3 separate regions of the Rattus norvegicus genome follow, and regions 1 and 3 are each linked to region 2. A link is a contact called in public Hi-C data. All regions are on one chromosome and are shown on one strand. Each heading gives the region's core, a stretch centred on a gene start, on an enhancer-like site or on the middle of the called end of the contact. The rest is flanking DNA. Distances are from core to core; before and after follow the strand shown. Region 1 has its middle 40 kb from the start of Akr1e2. Region 2 has its middle 340 kb from the start of Klf6. Region 3 overlaps LOC120097919 (a long non-coding RNA gene).

The links. Hi-C and Micro-C count contacts between places; a contact is called where the count stands out from the background.
Region 1: a Hi-C map of the A7r5 cell line shows a contact between it and region 2, with 11 times the contacts expected there. The contact joins two enhancer-like sites. A contact is called at or near these places in 4 of 12 Hi-C or Micro-C datasets (the A7r5 cell line, the Rat2 cell line, Schwann cells and 1 more).
Region 3: a Hi-C map of the Rat2 cell line shows a contact between it and region 2, with 13 times the contacts expected there. The contact joins two enhancer-like sites. A contact is called at or near these places in 4 of 12 Hi-C or Micro-C datasets (the A7r5 cell line, the Rat2 cell line, Schwann cells and 1 more).

The regions. Positions count from the first base shown.
Region 1 is chr17:70,604,157-70,607,091 of GRCr8, forward strand. No RefSeq gene overlaps it. Among named protein-coding and RNA genes, the nearest start is that of Akr1e2, 40 kb to the right of the region's middle. Within about 2 kb of position 1,650, at least 23 of the 93 cell types and tissues checked have an H3K27ac peak or open chromatin away from gene starts, as enhancers often do. A contact at or near this core is called in the A7r5 cell line and Schwann cells, where this site is marked.
Region 2 is chr17:69,114,963-69,117,770 of GRCr8, forward strand. No RefSeq gene overlaps it. Among named protein-coding and RNA genes, the nearest start is that of Klf6, 340 kb to the right of the region's middle. Within about 2 kb of position 1,384, at least 19 of the 93 cell types and tissues checked have an H3K27ac peak or open chromatin away from gene starts, as enhancers often do. A contact at or near this core is called in the A7r5 cell line and Schwann cells, where this site is marked.
Region 3 is chr17:70,472,006-70,474,877 of GRCr8, forward strand. The region is part of intron 2 of LOC120097919 (a long non-coding RNA gene); the gene reads right to left. Among named protein-coding and RNA genes, the nearest start is that of Akr1e2, 170 kb to the right of the region's middle. Within about 2 kb of position 1,581, at least 4 of the 93 cell types and tissues checked have an H3K27ac peak or open chromatin away from gene starts, as enhancers often do.

The DNA of each region.
Region 1 (2,935 bases), core at 400-2,899, 1.5 Mb after region 2:
CTTGACTAGAATAGTATTTTAATGGAGTGTTAAGAAAAATGCATAATGAAGAAGGTGCCATTTAAGAGTTCCCTATAAATCAAAGCAGGGAATTATTGGTGTAATAATACATATAACTTTGATAATGTTTAATGTTATTATTTTTAAAATAATAATCCTAACTGCTGACTTAGTAAGCACATATTTCATAAACTGCCTCTTTACCAACAATATTTCTTTTCTTTCATTTTTCCAAATGGTACAAACCAATAATAAATGATACTAATGTTAGTTAACTAGTCCACAAAATTGAGTACTGTAATATTTTGTGTATTAGTTGAAATATAAAATTAAAACTCATATATCAATAAAATGAAGTCACATTTCAAATTTATGTATCAATCCATTTGAAAAATATGGGCGATTGAGGATGCCATAGCTTTAAAAGGTACTTGAGAATGCTAGATGTTTTAATACATAACTTTAAAATATGGAGCTTGGAATTTACTCTGAAGTCAATCATGCATCCTGCATGAACTTCAAAATATTTATAGTTGTCTTAAGCTCAGGATAAGAATGCAGAAGCACAACACAAGCACACACATTGGTTATTTCCCAAGTGGGGACATTCTCCATTCTTAGTCCCCCCGTTACCTCTTTTTGTAGAAGCCATTTGTTTCAGACATTTGTTTGATTTCATTTTGCCTGGAATTATTATTTCGTTGAAGAAATAAAAACTGGTCACGAAACCAGGGCCTGGGGGGGACACGTAAAAATATGTTAAAAACATTTCTGAAGGTTCCCCTTCCTTATTTTTGAGAAATTAGACATATCTGCACCATGTTGGAGAACTTAAAATGTCATCTCAGACATGAGTAAATCTGCCTGCTTTAACACAAAAAGGGGGGGGGGAGATTTTTACATCAACGATGATATTTAGAAACCCTTAAGCATTATTTTATAATTTCTTCCTGAGGGCATAAAAACCTTTCTACTCGGTTCTGGAATCAATAAACAACGACAGTGTCAGGAAGACACACTCTTGGCTCAAATGCAGCTTTTAGAAGCGTTTTGTTGTTTTCTCGTTGGTGGCACTTTTTTTTTTTTTTTTTTTTTTTTGAGTTTCCTGTCGCTGAGTCACATTGTACTCTAACTTCCCCTTGGAACCATATGGGGAAGTAATAAAGTGCCTCTCAGGACACAGCTAGGCAGTGTTCCTTAACTGACTAAGGGGAAGACTATGAACGCCTTACCGTTGTCATAGATGGCCATTCAGCCATACAAAGCAACAGAGGAACCGGAAATGAGTAGGAACAATGGATAATGGGCACTTTAACAGCTTTAGGATTTTTATGAAAAAAAAAAAAGAGGAAGAAGACAGACACGACCTTTGATAAAAGCACAGGATCGCGACGTCCTTAGTCATTTCTATTAAAAGCCTCTTACAGGACTTGGACACAACCACAGATGCCAGTTGCCAAAACGTAGTGTTTGGGGCTTTGTTTGTTTGTTTGTTTTTAATAATTTAAATAAACTGTCTTTAGGATTAAATCTTGCACACTATAGCACCACTTACTGTCAAAACAATTAGGAGAATTCAGCAGCAAACAAGCAGTCCCTTTCCCGGAAATGCCAAGCAATGTGAACATGTCTAAGGATTTAGCGCCATCTGCAGGAAACAGGAAATAGAACCTCGAGACTACGAAATTCTCACTGCTTGGGTTCACTAAAGCAGATTGCTTTTGTCTTTTCCAGCTGAAAACCTCCCTACTTCTGTGTCTAAAATGCATAGAGCGTCAACAATAGTGACGGATCTTCAGTCCTAAAATAATGAAAATGCAAACAACACTAAATTCAAGCAGCAAGTCGTGCGTGCGTGCGTGCGTGTGTGCGTGCGTGCGTGCGTGTTGTAAAACAAAATTAGTTAAAGAAAAAAGGCCAGGAATTTGATGAGGGGGAATGGCAGGGTAGACAGGAGGAAGGTGGGACGTTATATAAATATATGTAGCTGAATTTAATTTTTAGAACACTTTTTCCTTATTTCTTGCAAATGATGTCATTGTCTGATGAAAGTTCTAGAAAAGAGTACAGAGGGTAAGGTAGATGTGACTCTTTGACTCATCCATTACTAAGGCTTTGTTTGGATCAATTTTATTCCCTTTGGTTAGAGTTATCATTGTTGTGACCAAACACCACGACCAAAGCCACTTAGGGAGAACAGGGTTTCTTCAGCTTACTCCTCCACATCTTCTGTTCATCCCTGAAGGAAGCCAGGATAGGAACTAAAACAGGTCAGAAGCTGAAGCAGAAGTCTTGGAGGAATGATGCTTACTGGCTTGCTTCACATGGCTTGCTAAGCCTGAGTTCTTATAGCACCCAGAACCACCAGACTCTGGGTTGGGTTTTCCCACAATGGGCTGGGCCCTTCCCCAGTGATCACTAATTAAGATGCAGTGCTCCAGGGGCTGGGGATTTAGCTCAGTGGTAGAGCGCTTACCTAGGAAGCGCAAGTCCCTGGGTTCGGTCCCCAGCTCCAAAAAAGAGAACCAAAAAAAAAAAAAAAAAAAAAAAAAGGATGCAGTGCTCCACAGGCTTTCGTGCAACCTGATCTTATGGAGACATTTTTTTCATTACGTGTTTCCTCTTCTCAAATGACTTAAGCTTGTGTCGAGTTGTCATAAAACTAGCCAACACTGTTTTTAAATTTCCTTTTATGTAGGGGTGCGGTGTGTGCACATGAGTGTGCATTAGTATGCATTTATGACTCCCGGGGACTTGAATTCATGTACTCATGCTTTTATAGAAAAACGTTCTTACCCACTGAACGTCTTTCCCTATCTCTCCAGTCCCTCTTGTTTATTTTTAAGCCATTCTCCAAACACATACTTTACAATTTTTCCAGAATAGATACTATGGAGAAACACTTAGAGAGCCCTTCCCAAGACACACCAGTAGT
Region 2 (2,808 bases), core at 134-2,633:
TCCAGCCAGGTCTTCCTCCTGGAAGGTCAGCAGGAATCTGAGGTTTTTGTGGTTTCGGCTTTTCAAATAGTCAGCCCTCCGTGGCTTGTCTTTTTGTTTAATTTGTTACAAGATCACACAAGATATTTTTTTGTCAGGAGTATCAGAAAGCATCTTGAGAAACACACGCATACACACAAAACAGCTGAATCATCTAACCCAAACCAGCCCTGACCACATCTGACTGACACTCAGCATAGGATCCTTCTTTCTTTGGAGAAAAAGGCTCTCGGCTTCAGTTACAAATAAGTCCTGGGACAAAGTGAATGGTCCGGGCTGCCCAGGAAAGACTGCTGATTAGTGGGAAGCCCTGAATTTTTTAACCCTGTAGGAGAAATACAAATGCTTTTGCTGCTCTGCGTGTTTGACAAGAGGCAAACTGATGGGTGTTGACATTTACATATTAGATAAGACCAGTTAGCAATGTATTGCTTAAAATGATTTCTGAGGATCAGAACCACAGAACAAAACTCCACCCATGACTTAACCTTATCCTTACCACATTTTTGTGGTAGCCAAACTAGCCCTTTTTTCCCCTCTGCCTTTCCATCTTTTCCCTTCCTCCTCTTTCTCCTTTTTTTCTTTTTCTTTTTCTTTTTCTTTTTCTTTTTCTTTCTTTTTTTTTTTTTTTTGCCCCTCAGTTCTAATTTCTTTTCTGGGCTCGTTCTTCTGCGATGGCAGTGGTTTGTGTGTACGCAGGTGTGCACATGGTGTGTGTATGCACATGTGGTCTGTGAGAGTGCAAGCCAGAGAACACGCTTGGATGTAATGTCTCTGACAGCTATTCCCTTGTTTTCATCAGTCTCTCCTTGGATTGGAATTTACCACAGCAGACTAGGCGGGCTTGTAAGCCCAGGCATCTTCAGGTTTGTTCTGCCTCCACAACTTACTTCTTCATTGGCTTATTTATTAACATGGCTTCTCATGGAGGAAGGCAGTTCCGTTTCCTTAAGCAGCTTATTCCCCTTTTCTATTTTTGTTTTTCCCCCCTTTCCTTTTCCTCTTCTGCTGGCCCCTTCTCTTCTATCTCCCTCCGTCCCCCTCGAACCTCCCTCACCCAACCACCACTATTCTTCTTGACTTCTCTCTAAACTCAGCTAGGCACTTTGCTCTCTAAACACCCCAATCAGGTGAGGCTTCCTGTGCCCCAATCCTGCGCAAAGGGTAGGTAGTAATTGGTTTACTGAGAGGGAAGCCCAAGGAGATTTGGCTTGTTGATTTTTAACAGGCTTGCCTTTCAGAGGGCTCACAGCTAAAAGCCAATCCTCCGTGCAGGCTCCAGTAGGAAACACTGAAGGCTCGCAGCAAGTGATGAGTCAACCGTTGTTTTGACACAGTCTGTCTTCAGAGGAGAATCATATTTCACGTAGAGAGGTGTTTCCCTTTGTGAAAATTGCTTGTGAACTGTATGACTCATTGAGCCATCGCTAACAGCCAAAAAAAAAGCTCGAGAAGAGAATTCGGGCAGACAAACCACCGTGGCTCCTCTAATCTTTTTTAGAGTCCAGCTTGAACTAACTTTTCCCACTGAGGAAAGCAGGGAGAGTGTTGATGGAGGCCTTCCTCCTCAATGCATCCTCTGCCTTCGTTTTGGAAACTAATGGTCCCTACAGGGTGGCGCTCAGCTGGACAACACTGCTTTGGTTTGGCTCCAGCCCTCCTCTAATTCTCTGGAAGTGTAGGGGTTCACACAATCTGAGGGGATATTTGAGGAATTTGCCATGCCGTAGACAGAGGTGAGGAACCCCTAATGTTTTGCTTATAGCAGTGAGCTGAAGAACTTATTTCCTCCCCAGCTTCCGGGGGTGGGGGAGGCAATGTTGATGTTTTCATAGCATGGCTGGAGATCATACCTTTCGAAATACATGTGGCCAAGCCTCTCCTTTTGCCCCTATACTGGGTTTCTATTTGCCAATAGGTCAACGCAGACATGTAGGAAATCCTCCCTGGGGATTGTTGGGGGTGGGGTGGGTTGACTTGACGTTAGCTTCCAAGTTTTTAACAATAAAGAAGCTCAGAGGACTAGAATTTAAGATGGCTTGAGTTGTTTCACACTGGCTACAGGAGCAGCAGCCTGGTTTCCAGCGTGTGCTTCGTCTCAGTCAGAGAGGTTGAAAAGCTATGCCAAGGTTTCTGCCGCCGGTGTGACTGCATCTCAACCATGTAGAAAAGCTTTTCTACTGCATATACTTGTACTTATTTACATTTATGTATTTGAAACACTGGGGATTGAAATTAGAGCCTTAAACATGCTAGGTGAGTACTAAACCTTATTGATGCTTTTTTATTTTGAGACAGTGTCTCACTGATTTGCCCAGCATGGCATTGAACTCACTCTGTAGTGTGGGCAAATCTTGGATTCACAGTTCTTCTACCTCAGCCTCCCAGGTATCTGGGATTAAAGTCCGGCAACTCCTGGTCCTGGTGAGAGAGGTTCATTTGATGACCCTCATTTTTGGGAGTAAAGACTCAGAAACAGGCTTCAGAGTCCCATACTAAGTGGAGAGACTTCAGTCCCTAGCAACAGATTGCAGACCATATGATGGTATTTTTTTTTCTAGGGCAAGCTATGCACTGAGTTCTAAAAGGGAATTTTATTTATTTATTTTTAACTAGGAAGCAAAACAAATATTTTTGGAATCTGAGTTGTGTAAGCGTGAAGCCAAAACCAGAGGGTGATTGGCACAGCATTTCAACGGTCTTGTTTTTGAGTGCCAAGTTCAAGGCCACCTGTCACTGCTCTAAGATGTTTCTGATTGACTGAAGCAG
Region 3 (2,872 bases), core at 331-2,830, 1.4 Mb after region 2:
GAGGGTCTTCATGCTTCCAAAGCAGGCACTTTAGATACCAAGCCACCTTTCTAATCCTTCAAGGCATCTTTTTATAGTTAACCACAAGCAGCATTTGAATTGGGAAAATTTAGTACCATTTTTTTTACTATTGCTATCGTTGTTGTTAATTTAACCTGATTGTGATATTGTGTGAATCAGGAAGCCCTGGTGCATGATGGGAGATGTCAGATTCTATCACCTACTAGCTGATTTTCAGTGGCACCTGTGCAGCTTCTCCATAAATTGTAAATGAATGTTTTCTTTGCCAAACCGCTGCAGCAGGAAGGCAGGAAGCAAAAACACATTCAGATTCTTGCTGTCACTGAGTATTCTAGGAATGAAATATTAGGTGGCCGTAGGAGAAATACAACTTGTAGAAGGGACATCGTGACACATGCATTATCAACTCCTCTAACACTCTCATCGCTCTCCCAACACAGAAATAATGGAGGTCAGCAACACGCCTTCCTCCACAGCAAGCTTAATGCTGGAGGGGTAAGTACAGTGCAGCAAGTGACCTCTGGAGAGACATTTGTTGGATGTTTGTGATTTTGTGCAAGGCCGAGGAGTGCCCTTTGGTTAATCTTTGCATGATTTTGGCATGTGTCATCTGAAGTATAGGCGTGATCTCGATTTTGACTCTGCAGATTGAAAGAGATTAACTTCCTCACAAAACATCTATTTCATGGGTGAGATGCGGTCTGATTACTATTCCATGGGGCTTCCTGTGGCCCAAATACACTGTGTAACCAAAAAGCTGAATTTCACTCAGGCTTTCATTTTTATCTTTCATCCTTTTCTGTTCTTTTAATATCATCCTAGACCACAACTGACATGAACATCGTTGAGAATTTCTTGTGTGATAATGAATATCTACTTTATTCTATGATCACGAATATAAAGTAATAGTTAGGGGTGTTCGACAAGAGCCTTCTCAATTCACTGAAGTTTTATAATCGATAAAACTGGGGAGTCATGACTGTTTATGTATGTTTCCCTTCAACATGAATATCTCTCAGCACACTCATCTTCACCACCAAGGATGCTGCTAGAATGTTCCCACGTATGTGTTGCTGAGACATACAGAAAGGGGTAGAGATGGGTTCTCCTAGCCATCTCTTCACTTTTTATGAGGGGTGGGGGTACATTGTGAGAAATCCAGAAATCTTGCCATAAGAATGATCTTTGGGTGACCCTAGAGTAGCTAGGTAAGTGAACTCTCTAATTTCTCTTATGCATGCACTTTCCCTAATCCTCATATTCCTTCTACGTTGGTGGTGATTCTTTTTTTTTTTAATTTATTTATTATATATAAGCACACTGCAGCTATCTTCAGACACACCAGAAGAGGGCATCAGATCTCATTACAGATGGTTGTAGGCCACCATGTGGTTGATGGGATTTGAACTCAGGACCTCTGGAAGAGCAGTCAGTGCTCGTAACCACTCAGCCGTCTCTCCAGCCCCACTGGTGATTCTTTTAGCTCCATTACTCCAGCTTCCTAGGTCTAGACTTCCAATTCCATAGTTATGTAGATTAGTAGCCAAGAGAGTCAAGTGGACTGAAAGACTGATGCAGTCACCTGAGTTCACACACCCATATGTGCAATTTTAAAGTCTGTCTTTGGGATCCTACAAAGACTCCCTGCTTCCTGAGGGCAGGAAATGAAAAACGACTATTCTCATCAACTTCTATCAATTTCTTTAGGAATTATATGAGACAGTGAACACAAACCCAGAGCAGAAAGTTTCCTCAGCACTTAGGAGGAGGAAGAAAGGTGGAAAAGAAGGTTGAAGCCACCAAAAGGAGACACGCTGTGCCTTCGACTTTATTTCTTATAGATAGAGGACTTCAAACACACTCACTGGATTTTATTACTGAAATTTGCAAAGTGTGCATGCCATCCTTCAGTCAAGGTGACTTCATAACTGACAAAACAGACAAGATACAAAATCTGTGTATTGGCTTTCTACAATATTAACACTATAAACAGTGAAACACCACCCATTTCTATAGGGCAACAAATGATTGTTTCCACACAGATGGTAATAAGGAAATTTATGAAGAAGACTATTGTAGGAAGTAAACACAGAAACAATGAAAACAGTCTCTGCCACACCCCTGAAGCTGACTACAGCTGCAGGGCAGGGCCTACAGACAATGGCATCGTAATGTCTTCTCTTTTCTGCACCCATTCATTTACAGCTAATAATTAAAAGATTAGGAACTCCATGTCTTCCCACCATGAGGTAGAAAGTCTTGCAGGCCACACCCTGATGACTATGGGCTTCCCACATAGTGAGTCATTTACAGAATTCAGGACTCAAAATCTGCCAAAGGAATGGAGAAGCATTAAGAAGGTGTTTCTTGTGAGCCTACTACAAATACTTGTTTTGAATTTAAGTTAAATGTTAGAGAAATTTATCATGTCCTTTTGTCAGTTTTGTTAAACTATGACACAGAGAAGGTTGGGAGGTTTCTAGAGATGAGGAAATAGATAGATTCTCCAGAATGATGTATTCAAGAACATTATGAATCACAGTGATATTTTATCAATACTATCAAACTTGCAACTGAATTACTAGAGAAGTATAAAGTTTTTAATCTGATTGTTGTGATGAATAAATGATGACTATTGAAGTAGATATGTTTAATTTGATCAAATTGTACACAAGGCATATATTCACTGAACAACATATAACATTCATATAGATGGTTCTTGAGATATACATTAGTTAAAATAAATGTAATTTAATATGGTTAATGATACATATTAACATGATAGATAGGAAGATAGAGATAGAACGAAAAAAAGACAGACAGACAGACAGATAAATGATAATCAGTGAGC